Regions from separate parts of the Mus musculus genome. Here all the other regions are linked to region 3. A link is a contact called in public HiChIP or PLAC-seq and promoter capture Hi-C data. All regions are on one chromosome and are shown on one strand. The core of a region is the stretch at or near the end of the contact, and the rest is flanking DNA. Distances in the headings are between cores, read along the strand shown.

Evidence for each region. Promoter capture Hi-C pulls out the DNA fragments that hold promoters and counts their contacts. HiChIP or PLAC-seq counts read pairs in DNA pulled down with a chosen protein or histone mark.
Region 1: a contact with region 3 is called in a promoter capture Hi-C map of pre-B cells. The contact joins the promoter of Ybey here to the promoter of Sumo3 in region 3. A contact is called at or near these places in 3 of 39 promoter capture datasets (the C10 cell line, liver and pre-B cells), 1 of 484 Hi-C or Micro-C datasets (B cells) and 1 of 9 other capture datasets (liver).
Region 2: a contact with region 3 is called in a FOXA1 HiChIP or PLAC-seq map of pancreatic cancer cells. The contact joins the enhancer-like site here to the promoter of Sumo3 in region 3. A contact is called at or near these places in 8 of 39 promoter capture datasets (the C10 cell line, the HPC-7 cell line, cranial neural crest and 4 more), 2 of 484 Hi-C or Micro-C datasets (both in embryonic stem cells), 1 of 115 datasets of contacts at active chromatin or transcription factors (pancreatic cancer cells) and 2 of 9 other capture datasets (adipose tissue and embryonic stem cells).
Region 4: a promoter capture Hi-C map of liver shows a contact between it and region 3, with 2.1 times the contacts expected there. The contact joins the promoter of Ftcd here to the promoter of Sumo3 in region 3.

The regions. Positions count from the first base shown.
Region 1 is chr10:76,467,238-76,470,363 of GRCm38.p6, forward strand. It overlaps Ybey (ybeY metallopeptidase), which reads right to left and starts at 1,877. Exons shown (of 5, transcript NM_172550.4): 1 at 1,537-1,877; 2 at 920-1,149. The coding sequence starts at 1,129. It overlaps Mcm3ap (minichromosome maintenance complex component 3 associated protein), which reads left to right and starts at 1,665. Exons shown (of 29, transcript NM_019434.3): 1 at 1,665-1,977; 2 at 2,712-3,126. The coding sequence starts at 2,818.
Region 2 is chr10:76,357,130-76,360,112 of GRCm38.p6, forward strand. Pcnt (pericentrin (kendrin)) reads right to left here. Exons shown (of 42, transcript NM_008787.3): 37 at 1-25. Among named protein-coding and RNA genes, the nearest start is that of Gm40699, 13 kb to the left of the region's middle. Within about 2 kb of position 1,407, at least 47 of the 459 cell types and tissues checked have an H3K27ac peak or open chromatin away from gene starts, as enhancers often do. A contact at or near this core is called in pancreatic cancer cells, where this site is marked.
Region 3 is chr10:77,604,479-77,607,537 of GRCm38.p6, forward strand. It overlaps Sumo3 (small ubiquitin-like modifier 3), which reads left to right and starts at 1,619. Exons shown (of 4, transcript NM_019929.4): 1 at 1,619-1,863. The coding sequence starts at 1,843.
Region 4 is chr10:76,574,319-76,577,363 of GRCm38.p6, forward strand. It overlaps Ftcd (formiminotransferase cyclodeaminase), which reads left to right and starts at 1,330. Exons shown (of 14, transcript NM_080845.2): 1 at 1,330-1,441; 2 at 2,183-2,366. The coding sequence starts at 1,388.

The sequences.
Region 1 (3,126 bases), core at 627-3,126, 1.1 Mb before region 3:
CTGTCCTGTCTCTGCCTGACCACCATGCCCACTCTGCACGGGTGCCTGACCTTATTTTATGCCACAATCACAAGGCTTAACTTTCCAGGGTTAAGCCTGCATCCTTGGCTCTTTCCTTCTCTTTTCTATCCTTTGAAGCACCATTTACTACCAATTCATTCCCCAAAAGGAGTATTCCCATTTCTTCTGCTAACAATGGGGGAAGCTATTTAGACAATGTGGTTCCTTGTAGCTATCTATCGCAAGGGAATCTGTTGATAATGCTTACCAGTTTTTACTTTTCTGTCCAAGCATTTACTACTGAGGTACACTTAAAACTGCAGACACTCTTATTTGAATTTCCTGAGGGCACTGAGTTAGTGAGAGTGGTCCCTGCATAGAGGAATTGTGATGTTTAGGGCTAGACATACTTAATGGGTCTATGTCATATTGCTTCATTTCTGTTTTTTATTTGCTTGTTTTTGAGATAGAGAGGATTTTTTTTTGGACCGAGTTTCTCTTTGTAGCCCTGGCTGTCCTGTTAATCACTCTGTAACACCAGGGTGGACTTGAATTCAGAGATCTGCTTTTCTCTGCCTCCCAAGCATTAGGACTAAAGGTGTGTGCCACCACTGCCACCCGGCTGAGAAAGGGGCTTCTTATGTGGCTTTTGTCTGGCCTTAAACTAACCAGGCAGACCAAAGGTGGCTTTGAACTCACAAAGATTCGACTGCCTCTGCCTCTTGGATAGATGGGATTAAAGGCATGCACAGTCACACCAGGCTAGACTTCAGTGCATTTCCAGAAAACTTCAAAATCAAAGATAACCAGATCTGTAATGTAATTAACAGGAACTATTCTGGAAGGAAGGTAAGCTGTACGAGAAGAACATATATACATACATATATATTTATTTTAAATATGAGGTATACATATTTACCTCATGAAATGAGAAAGAAAGCACGTCAGTTGGGACATTTTTATTCCTGTAGATCCTATTAATGTTCTGAATAGTCTTGTTGTCAACACAGATGATCCCCAGGTCAAATTTCTTCACTCCTAAGATACTCCTGACTAAATCCATCTTCCTGCGAAGTGGCACTCTTCTGATGGGGACCACCCGCTGCAGATTTTTAATCACCAAACTCATTTCGGGAAGAACACCCAGCCCTTTAAAAAAAAAAAAAAATGGTTGGAAGGAACCTGTGGTTAAAGTTCGAGAAAAGACCCGTAACTACTAGAGAGTGATAAGTTATGTAAAAACACACACGCGCTCACAATAAAACTTTATTTGATGGGATTTATCTGGTGGCAATGCTAAGGGAAATCACCTTTATTTACCCTAGGAAACTAATAAACAGGGTAGACTGGGCACAACGTGCAGAATAAGGCAAGTGGTTTGGGGCGGTTGCAATGGTGCAGGACCAGGTGAGGATGAGTGTGGGTGAGCAAATGGGGTCGCTGTGGGTCCAGCGTCTCTCGGGCACTCAGGCTGGAGGATCCACGCACGAACGAGGGGCTTCCACGCCGCACAATGCGGGATCGCCGTGCACTTACCGAATCCGACCGTGAAGAAGGTCGGGGGTCTGGCGGGCCGCCTGCCGGAAGATCAGCAGCAGCACACCCCAGAGAGCGGAAGCCGGATGCGGAGGACCGGAAGTTGGTCCTACAAATTTGATGTCCGTAGCGCACACCCAAGAGCCCGCTCCAGTGGCCGGTTTGTTGCGGTGCGGTGGGCCCGGTAGAGGCTGCACGCAGACTGTGGGCGAGCACAAGCGCTGGCGACAGTGGCCGTATCTGGCGGACTTGCTCCTCCCTCCGCGGCCTCCGCTGTCCCTTGTGTCTTTGCCGAGTTGCTGAAGGCCTTCACTAGTCTTCGCTCGAAGGCGTCTGTTAACCTAGCGGCCGGCTTCCGGAGTGTTAAGCATCGGGGATAAAAAGCTATTATTTCTAGACCAGGGCATCGCAAGTTCGAGTTACCGGGAGAAAAATGAGATGGTAGGAACCCAAAGCAGTAACATTTTAAATTACGGTTTTTGTGTTTTTATTTATTTATTTATTTATTTTGCCTTGGAGATCGCAAGAATCTGATAAGTGATGTGTTCCCGTCTTATTACTGAGGTTTTGTTTGTTTGTTTGTTTGCTTGTTTTTTCCCCGAGAAGGTATCAATTGAATAAAATGCTTTGCATTTTTATTTTAATCATAACGGATCAGGCTTCACCTAAGCCTGCTGGAGCACACCTGTGGTCCCAGCAGAAGGGAGACCGAGGCAGAAGAAAGGAACTTAAGGTTGTGCTTGATTGTAGTAAGCTTGAGGCAAGCCTGGGCTAAGCGAGACCTTGTCTTTTTTTTTTTTTTTTTTTTTTGGTTTTTCGAGACAGGGTTTCTCTGTATAGCCCTGGCTGGCCTGGAACTCACTTTGTAGACCAGGCTGGCCTTGAACTCAGAAATCTGCCTGCCTCTGCCTCCCGAGTGCTGGGATTAAAGGCATGCGCCACCAAGCCCGTTTTACGAGACCTTGTCTTTAATGAAAAGAAAAAGAAAAAAAAATCTTTAAACCTCCCTTACACCATAATCCATTTCTAATACCCTGTGTCCAAAACCTGTTGATCTGTGAGTGGTCGGCGGCCCGTTGTGCCCTTGCCTTTTAAATAATTGTCTTAGAATTTCTGTGATTTAAGAGTTGGAGCAAAATATGCTGTGATGTCCTAACCTTTTTTTTTTTTTCCAGGTCATCCTGAGGATGAAGGAGAGCTTCCCCTGGCAACAGATAATTTAAAGAGGAGAGCTACTTGTGTATAGTCCATATTTATTGCCTTCAGATAATTGGCTTGAAGATGCACCCGGTGAACCCCTTCGGAGGGCAGCAGCCCAGTGCTTTTGCGGTATCTTCCAGCACCACGGGAACATATCAGACTAAATCACCATTTCGATTTGGCCAGCCTTCCCTTTTTGGACAGAACAGCACACCCAGCAAGAGCCTGGCGTTTTCACAAGTACCAAGCTTTGCAACACCCTCTGGAGGAAGCCATTCTTCCTCCTTGCCAGCATTTGGACTCACCCAAACCTCAAGTGTGGGACTCTTCTCTAGTCTCGAATCCACACCTTCTTTCGCAGCTACTTCGAGTTCCTCTGTGCCCGGCAAT
Region 2 (2,983 bases), core at 157-2,656, 1.2 Mb before region 3:
GCTTCAATGAAGACTTGCTTTGCCTCTGTTAAAGAAAAAAAAAAAAAAAACCACAGCTGACAACTCTATAGAGCCTTTCTTTTTCCATGGGGGAGGGGTATAGGTATGTACCTGCAGGTGAAGGTCAGAGGTAAACTTTGGGTGTGTTATTCCTCAGGATTTTTAAAGGATGGGGTCACTAACAGGGCCCTTGGGTTTACACAATAGGCTAGGCTAGTTGGCTAGTTAACCTCAGAGACCCGCTAGTCTGTTTCCTGGCCCAGGGATGGATTACAGGTCCATGTGCCACTACAACCTGCATAGTCTCACTGGGCAGCTCGTGCTCTCCTGGAACTTGATATCCAGCTGGCCTCAAAACTACCTGGCTCTGCCTCGTGATTGGTGGGGTTACAGGGATGTGCCACCAGGCCCTAGCTCACGTCTGTCTGCAGATGAGTGCAGAACTTCATGCTTGCATAGCAAGCACGTCACTAACCAACCCATCTCCCAGCCTTCTAAGGAGGTGTTCTTAAATAGGAACATCCTGAGAAAGATGACTCAGAGGACAGTAACGCAATCTGAAAGAAAAGGGCCATACTCAAACACGTCATCTCTACCACAGCTGGCTGAGGACTACTGTGGGGTGGCCTGCCTCAGATGAGGGTAGGAACTGGGAAAATGTCATCCGAGGGCTGGAATCCAGGGAGGTGTTACTAGCCATCAGCCACATGGCAACTGTGTTGTCCCCTGTCATGCTGGGCACAACTTCAGTTCTGCTCCAGTCGTCAGATCAGGGGAACACTCACTCTTATTTACTGAGATATCGATGTACAACAGGAACATTTTAACAAGAACAAACAAGAAACAGTTGGGGGCACACAGAGGGGCCCCCAGGAGGAGAGTCAGAGGCTAAGGCGGCCAATCAGAAAAAGGAAAAGACCATATGATCTGGGTGAGGTGTCAGTCACTGACAGGAACACCGTGAACATGAAGGAGGGATTCCACCAGTTCATCTGCTGCCCCTCTTTAATCTACCCATCAAAGATAGCATTCTCAGCCGGGCGTGGTGGCACACGCCTTTAATCCCAGCACTCGGGAGGCAGAGGCAGGAGGATTTCTGAGTTCGAGGCCAGCCTGGTCTACAGAGTGAGTTCCAGGACAGCCAGGGCTATACAGAGAAACCCTGACTCGAGGAAAAAAACAAAAAAAACAAAGATAGCATTCTCACCTCTGTGCTAGCTAACCCTCTAGACCAGGTACTACCCACAACTGTGACTAAAGCCCACAAAAGCTCAGCAGGCTTTATCACCATCAAAGAGATGTAACCTTCAGGAGAAACAAAAAGTCCAATGGGCACTCTAAACAAGGAACCTTACAAGCGGGGCTCTGGAGTGAGGTTCTCACCAGCTCCCAGGCACGTCCTGGTCCTGCACACCCAGCAGACCACGGGTCTGAGTCATCAGGCACAATGCCATGAGTACAGACTTTTCTTTACCTTGGTCTACTAACAAAATCTGAGAACAAAGGAATCCAGACACAACTGAAAGGAGAAACAGAATTATCCACAACTCTGAGTGACAGAGCAAAGCAGAAATAAATTCAGTATGGTTGTGGACAAATTAAGCAATAATATCTGCCCGTCTGTTGGGTGTAAAACACTCCTCCATCCCAGCTGGCTGCATGCCTGAGACACTCATTAAGAAAGAATAAAAGAGCTGGGTAGTGGTGGCGCATGCCTTTAATCTCAGTACTTGGGAGGCAGAGACAGAAGGATTTCTGAGTTCAAGGCCAGCCTGGTCTACAGAGTGAGCTCCAGGACAGCCAGGGCTACACAGAGAAACCCTGTCTCGAAAAACAAAACAAACAAAAAAAAAAAAACAAAAAAAGGAAGAAAAGAAAGAAAAAGAAAAGGAAGAATAAAAGACCACTGGGTCAGCTCAAAGGAGTTAAAGTTATTAAACATCTGTCTCTGACAGTGACAGACTTGAGATCTAACACACGAGAGGATGGGAGGAGGCTCTTCCATATTCGTGGAGTTTAAGAATTAATATTGTTCCTAGGTCTCAATCAAGCCCAGGATAAGTCTCATTTGGTACCCGTGCCTCCTCCCAGGACTCCTCACTCTATCCCCACCCTAAATCTCTCCCTCCCAGCCCTCCCAGGGGCTGGACTTCTACACCCCCCCCCCCCCATTGCACCTGATCCATATATAACTCAGCCATTTGGGCTCCCCTGTTCTGTTGGTCAGCAGCTCCTCTCTCTCCCTCTCCCTCTCCCTCCCCATCTGCTGGCCACGCTCAGCCTGGACTCTTCCCTCAGCCTGCTTTCTCCCTTACACCTGCACTAAAACTCTCTTCCATGCTGTAGGGATGGCCATGTCCCCCCCCTTTACTTCATCCTTTCACTCAATTGTGAAACTGGCCATCCTACACAGCCATCTACACAGCCAATGTGAAGCCAATGGAACTCCCAGTTACAATCTCAGTCTTGAACAAAGAGGAAGAGAAGTATCACCACCCCTGACTTCAGATGACACGATAGAACCGCAGGAATAAAATAACATCGTGACATAGGATAAAGGCCTTACTAGTAGAGTTCCTCAGGAACCATGCAGTCACACAAAGTACAAGTTAGCTAAAGGAGCACTGACTCCAAAATATCCCAAAGGTAAGTAAGTAGTGTGCTAGCCAGGCCTGTTAAGAGACAAGAGAAATTTAGGATACTAGGAGGTGAAAGATTAACCAGCCATTAGGCTCCACTCCTGCAACAAAGCAAACAGCCTTGGCACACAAGAGATGGCTAAAGGATAGCTCAGCAGCAGCACAGCCAAGTCTAGGGCCACCACTAAAGCCTGTGTGCTCTGACCAGGAAAAGTATAATCCGCCAGGTGGGCAAGATGGCTGACCAGACGACAAGTATTCAAAAGGAACAACATCAGGGTTGTACTTAAAATAAATCTGGCTATACACAGTATCTTTTCTGCCTAAATCTATCTGCTTTAAAC
Region 3 (3,059 bases), core at 369-2,868:
GATCGCAGTGTGGCTGTTTCTTGCTGCAGCTCACGTAGGTGCCGAGTTCATCCATCCTGTGCTGCACGTGTTGTTCTCCGATCACTTGGTAACAGATGCCCTCAGCCACAGACCCTCAGGTTTGATTCTTGTATCCTATAAACTGTTAATACAACACTTTATAATGCTTGGCATCTTAGAGCTGGTGGTACACTGTGGTCTGAACACTGCCTGCCCCGAGTCACTCACAGCTAATAGTGGAGGGAAGGTGTGCTCTGATCTCCAACAACTGCTTCAGTCAGCCTGGTTTCTGGAGTCCTGTCTCCCAGTTACACAGTCTGAGCTGGACATTCCAGAGATATGTTCAGCTAAGGATGACCATGATCTGTATTTGAGGAAAATCCATACCTTGGTCTGGTCTGGGTGTGGGATGAGTTCCAAATGCGTCCTTGTGGAAGACCTTGACAAACTTCTCGAAGAAAGGTCATGTGTACAGGGGAAAGGCTAAAAAAGGTTGGCTTCACAGACACTTGGCTTAGTAGCTTTGCAGTATTACCAGGAAGTGGGGATACTTGTCTGCTGGCCCTTCCTTGGAACAGAAACATACTTCTGTCAAACAGAGCGCCACTTCTCTGGAGGCTGCTGTGTGGTCCTGGAACACGGCCAATCAACACCTTCCTGAGACGACTGTGGGTGACTGTGTCAGCCCTGACTGGCCTGATTTGCAGGTGTTAGCAGACAGACACAGAGGGCCTGTGGGCTGCATTCTAAAAACTCACGCCAAGATACAAGGAAAGGACACTCTTGACCCCTTAGCCAGGGCTCCCGATGGATCTTCCAGCTCAAGCTTCCCTTGTTTTGCTTATCTAGTTGACTCCTTGGGCATGTTATTAAACTTCTAGGCATCTTGGTGTGCTGTGTAAAATGGGTTATTAGTGTCCACAATAGCATTCCAGAAACAGCAAATGGTAGGTCAGAAGGGAAGCTTTCTGTGCCTGTCACTCTCACCCACCCAAGCCACCTAGTGGTTACTTTGGGACTACGTAAGGAGGGAGAAAGGCAGCTAGATAGTGAGAATGAAGGGGAAGAGCTTGTCCTTCTGGAGAGCCATCTTGGGAATGGCCCTTGTGGAGGCTGGTCCACCCCATCCAGGAAATCAAATGAAAAAAGATGAAATGGGAGCATGTGCTGGCTTTCTGGGCCAACAGAAGCCATCCTCTGTGTCCTCAAAGGATGCCTTTTCTAGACATGAGCCCTCCTGTGACATTCAAATTAAAGGCCAGAGGCCTGTTCCAGGAGTGTGTGGTCCATAAACCATGCCTGGTAACCTCCTTATTCGTCTTCCGGACCACCTGAAAGGGTTAGCCTGAGTTTCTTTGCCCTCTCTTACCCAAATGCAGCCTGCATATAAGAAAAAGTCCCCAAATGTGGGTGGTGAAGAGGCTACTGGTTGGGCCAAAACGTTCCTCTGGGTCCTGACCTAGCACACAGCGCCCCCACTCCTCCCGTGCCTCCCTGCGTGGACGCGCAGTCTTGCACCCACATCCGGGGTCTCTGGGCCTAGGACCTTGAGTCGCGCGTCCCCGGGGCTCTGCGCGCACCCGGGCGCCTGACCCGCCCCGTGACGCATTCGCAACCGTCCTGAATCGCGGCTGGCCAGCGCGCACCCGCGGCGCGGGGCGCGCGCCTCGTGCACGCGCCCGACCACGTGACTCCGCGCGACCAACCAGCGCGCCGGGATTTAGGGATAAAGCGCGGCCCCGCGACAGTTGCGGCGGGAGAGCGGCGGGGCAGAGAGCGTGACTCGCCCGCTCCAGTGCCACCGGTTCCCGCTGCGCTTGCCGCCGCCGTCGCTGCGCAACCATGTCGGAAGAGAAGCCCAAGGTAAGCCCGGTACGCAAGCCGCAGCAGATTCCGCGGAACGCAGGCCGGGCCGCGCGCAAAAAGGGCCCGCGGGGCCGCGCCCGAGCCTCAGCGCCCCTCCCCCACCGACCCGCGCCCCTCCCCCACCAGCATTGCACTCCGCCCCGGGCAGCGCGCTAGCCCCACCCCCGGCTGTGCCTCCCGCCACACCAAGGCTCCGCCTCCGGGGTAGCCCCGCCCCGGGTGTAGCCCCGCCCACGGCTCGAGAACCCGGAACTTGGGTGCTGGTTCTTGGTTCGCAAGGGCCTCACTCCCTGACGCGGCCATCCTTTCGCGTGCCGTGCGCACAGTTGCACGCGTGGTGCTGCGCGTGAGGCTCAGCGGGCGCTCGTGAGAGCTGCACCGGAGTAAGAGCAAGGCTGGCCGCTCCGGGCTTCCAATGTTCGCCCGGCCGCATGCCCTTCCACTCCATCGCCGTGGTCTCGGCAGTTGGTGCGTGGGAAGGCCAGGGTTGCCCATTTCAAATTGAACAGTTTTCCCACACTCACCTGCCCTGCTGGGGGCAGTTTTATCCAACGGGAGATAAACGTTGGAGCCTGGCATTCTGTGCTCTTGACTGGCCTGGAGATGACCACTGTGTTGGCTCAGGTGAGAGACCCCAGGAGCAGGGCAAGCATCTGGACTAATGCCATGGTACCATGCTCAGCAGCCGAGCCCAGAAATATCTTGCCTGCGAGGTCCTTACCTTTAATTTCAGCTCAGCCTTGGGTCCTGCCTGCACCATCCCGGATATTGAATGAGCACCTGTTCGCCCTGTGCCAAGAGTAGACAACTTACTTTATTATATTTTGTAGCTGGTAACTACAACAAGAGTTGTAACCTTTTGGTGCGGTTAGGCAGGAAGTGAATGCCTGGTGTGTACTGGAGTGGCCATGCCTTCTGCCTCGGGTTAGTGGAGACAGAGGGTTATATGTTATATTTTGGTGACGCAGCCCAGGGGCTGTTGTCCACTAGGCAGATGCTCTACCAGTGAGTTACTTACTCTCTCCACACCCCCACAGCGGCCCCCCCCCCTTTTTTTTTAGACAAGGTTCCTTTGTGGTCCAAGCTGTCCTGGAGTTTAAGACCAGGCTGACTTCAAACTCAAAAGAGATCTTCCTGTTTCTGTCTCCTGAATGTTTCCCTGTGTAGCTCATGCTGGCCTCCACCTATACCCA
Region 4 (3,045 bases), core at 80-2,579, 1.0 Mb before region 3:
CATCAGCCCCACAGTGCATATAGTCTAACATCTACTTATATATGTGTGGGGTGGTGGGCTATGCACAGATAACCTGGTCCCCAGTTGAGCATAGGTCTGGAACCCCGGAGCCCCAGAGGGCGGAGATTTCCACCTGCATGGGATGGCAGGAGTTCGGCCATGCCTCCTGGGCACCTGGCTCCTGTCATGTAGCTACAGCCTCCCACAGCCCCCTGCAGAGAGGTATGGGCATCCATCAAGTAGTAGCTGCACCAAGCCCTCCCACATGCAAATAAGGTTTCCCCAAACTCTCAGTCCAAGCCAATGAGAAGTACCTGCTGTCAAAACCCCAAATCATCCCCAAAACTGTATATAAGTCCGTTCCAGGGAATAAAGATGTGCGAGAACTACTCCGCCACCCGAGCCTTTGTCCTAAGAGCTGTAACACTTGGCGAGAGATCTGTTCTCCTGAAGAGCCACCTGAGGCCCTGCCACACTCCTCACTGGCTAGTCAGCTTCTTGTCTGCCCAGCCCGACCCGACTTAGTGCAGGGCGGCATGGAATTACAGCATGGCAGAGACGGAGGTGGAGCTGATTGACCGACAGTGCAGCAGAAGCGGGCAAGTGACTTCCCCTCCCTGCCTGCATTCGCTTCCCTTCGCAGGAAACCTCGCACCAGGCCTGGCCAGAGATCTCCGTGGAAAACCTCAGGCCCACATATATACACATTAGCACCCTCATGTGTATTCACACCAACCCCTACATATTCCCATATGCCCTTGTATACACTCACGTACACATACACACACTCACCTACTCAGTTCACCCATATGTACATCTAACCCATGAACTGTACACACAAACACTCATACATAAATCCCCATGGTCAAACACATTCTTGCTCCCACCCCATGCTCTCTCCTGCCTCTCTGAGCTAAGCCGACTTCTGGGGAGGACCAGGCTTTATGCTGGGCTTCACACATGGCTTCTCCTCCCCCACCTCCCTGAGGACCAGGCCCGACATGAAGAGTTACTAAGCCAGAAGTCCCATGGGGCCTCTTCCAGAAAGGCCACACTCTGAGGGCAATACAGGGTCACCTGGATGGTCAAGAGGCAACCCTGGCCCAAGCTGGGCCTTGAGCTCAAGTTGGCTTGATGCCCTAGCCTGAACTTTGTCCCTCTAGGCCTCCTGGGGTCCTCGGCCTGTGCCCCTCTGACGCTGTTCATGTGCTTTTTGTCAAGCTCATCCCAGAGAGCACCCCTGCATTCTTCAGCTCCCATCGCACTGTCCCTGGTTAATAAGAAACTAACTGTGGGGAGGTATAAAGGCCCCAGGGCCATCAGAGAGTTGTCACTCTGTGTCCCTCTACAGCCTCTTGAGAGGAACCTCTGGACTCAGGTGCTGGCCATGTCTCAGTTGGTGGAATGTGTCCCCAACTTCTCAGAGGGGAACAACCAGGAGGTGAGGTTCCTTCCAGGGCTGTGTGGGTGCTCTGGTCCCAGGAAGGGAGTGAGTTTGGTGTGGGAGAAGATTGCCTTCCCAGAACAGGCAGGGCCACAGCCCTGTTGGATCCCTCTCAGGAACCATTTCTGTCAGCTCTGGAACACTCTGGAGGAATGGCAGGGGGCCTGGGGATTTTGGAGTGCTCCTGGTAGGGGCCTAGTGAATCCTTTGACTGCAGTGTTCCTACCTGAAAACGAAGTACCCTGAATAGAGAGATGCAGAGGGCAGAGGTCACAGGAAAGGTCACCCCCCACATATATATTAACTCCTTCCTCACCCCTGAAGCCTTGAGAGGCAGGCACTATTATCAACCCCCTTACATGATGGAAAAACTGAGGCACAGAGCAGTCCTCATGATAGGGTTTGGGCTCTGGGCCCCAGTTTTGACCTCTCATATTAGCAGACTGTCCCTACCCTGGCTGTCCCCACCAGAAGGATGTGACTCCGTCCACCTTCTCTGAGTATCTGGGTGTTGGCAAAAGGCCCATTATTTATTTTTTTGGGCCAACCTCAACCTGGGGTGATCATGGCCACTCCCATGGGGGGCCTTCCTTGTTGTGCCATGTGGGTTCTTGGACTGAATGAAGGTCAGCTCTTTGGGGGAACTGGCCAAACTACCTGCTTGAGATCACACGCGGGTGTGGGTTTACAGCCTTTCCAAGTGGGGACTGAGGCACGGTGTCGGGCCTCTCTCTCCAGGTGATTGATGCCATCTCTCGAGCCATCTCCCAGACCCCAGGCTGTGTGCTGTTGGACGTCGATGCCGGACCCTCCACCAACCGCACTGTCTACACTTTCGTGGGGCAGCCAGAGTGTGTCGTAGAGGGGGCCCTCCATGCTGCGCGTACGGCCTCACAGCTCATCGACATGAGCAAGCACAAGGGTGAGGCAGCTCAGGCTGAGCCCGGGCTCTTGTGGTTCAGCTTCCAGGCTGAGCTGGTGACAAGGCGTTCTGGTTGAGGGGCAGGCCCAGGGCATGCATGGCCATGCGGTGTAAGTCAAGCGTGGCCTTGGTATCTATTCCCAGGAACAGGTTGGGGGGAAGGCAGGGAGACAGCCTTAGGACATAGGCTATGGAGATCAGCTGCCCTCTAGAGTGGCTACCTCTCTTTTTGGATCCAGTGGTTCTATGATCATCTACAGGGGCTCCTCATCCCAAGGTCTTGACTAGACTAAGGCCTGGGGGAGCCAGAAGAGGACAAAGAGCTGGGAAGCAAATGTGTCAACTGCCTCTAAAGCAAACACAGTGGCGGGGGTGGGGTGGGGGTGGGGTGGGGAGTGGGTAGAGCCAAAGGTTAGTGGACACACGGAGCCTGGCAAAAGGCCATGACCTCTGTCTGTTCTCTGGGAGCAGCTTTCAGAGGTCGCAGTAAGGAGTAGATAACAGGTTTGTCAAGGTTAAGAGGAGCCAGGCACAATGTTCTGGATGTGGAGCGGATGCTCTGCTACCACGGGAGGCGGAGGCATTCCAAGGCCTGATACGTTCAGCCTGGCAAGGTCTCACTAAGGTTTTGTGATCCTTTTGCATGTTAAAAAAAGATTTATTTATTTATTTATTTATT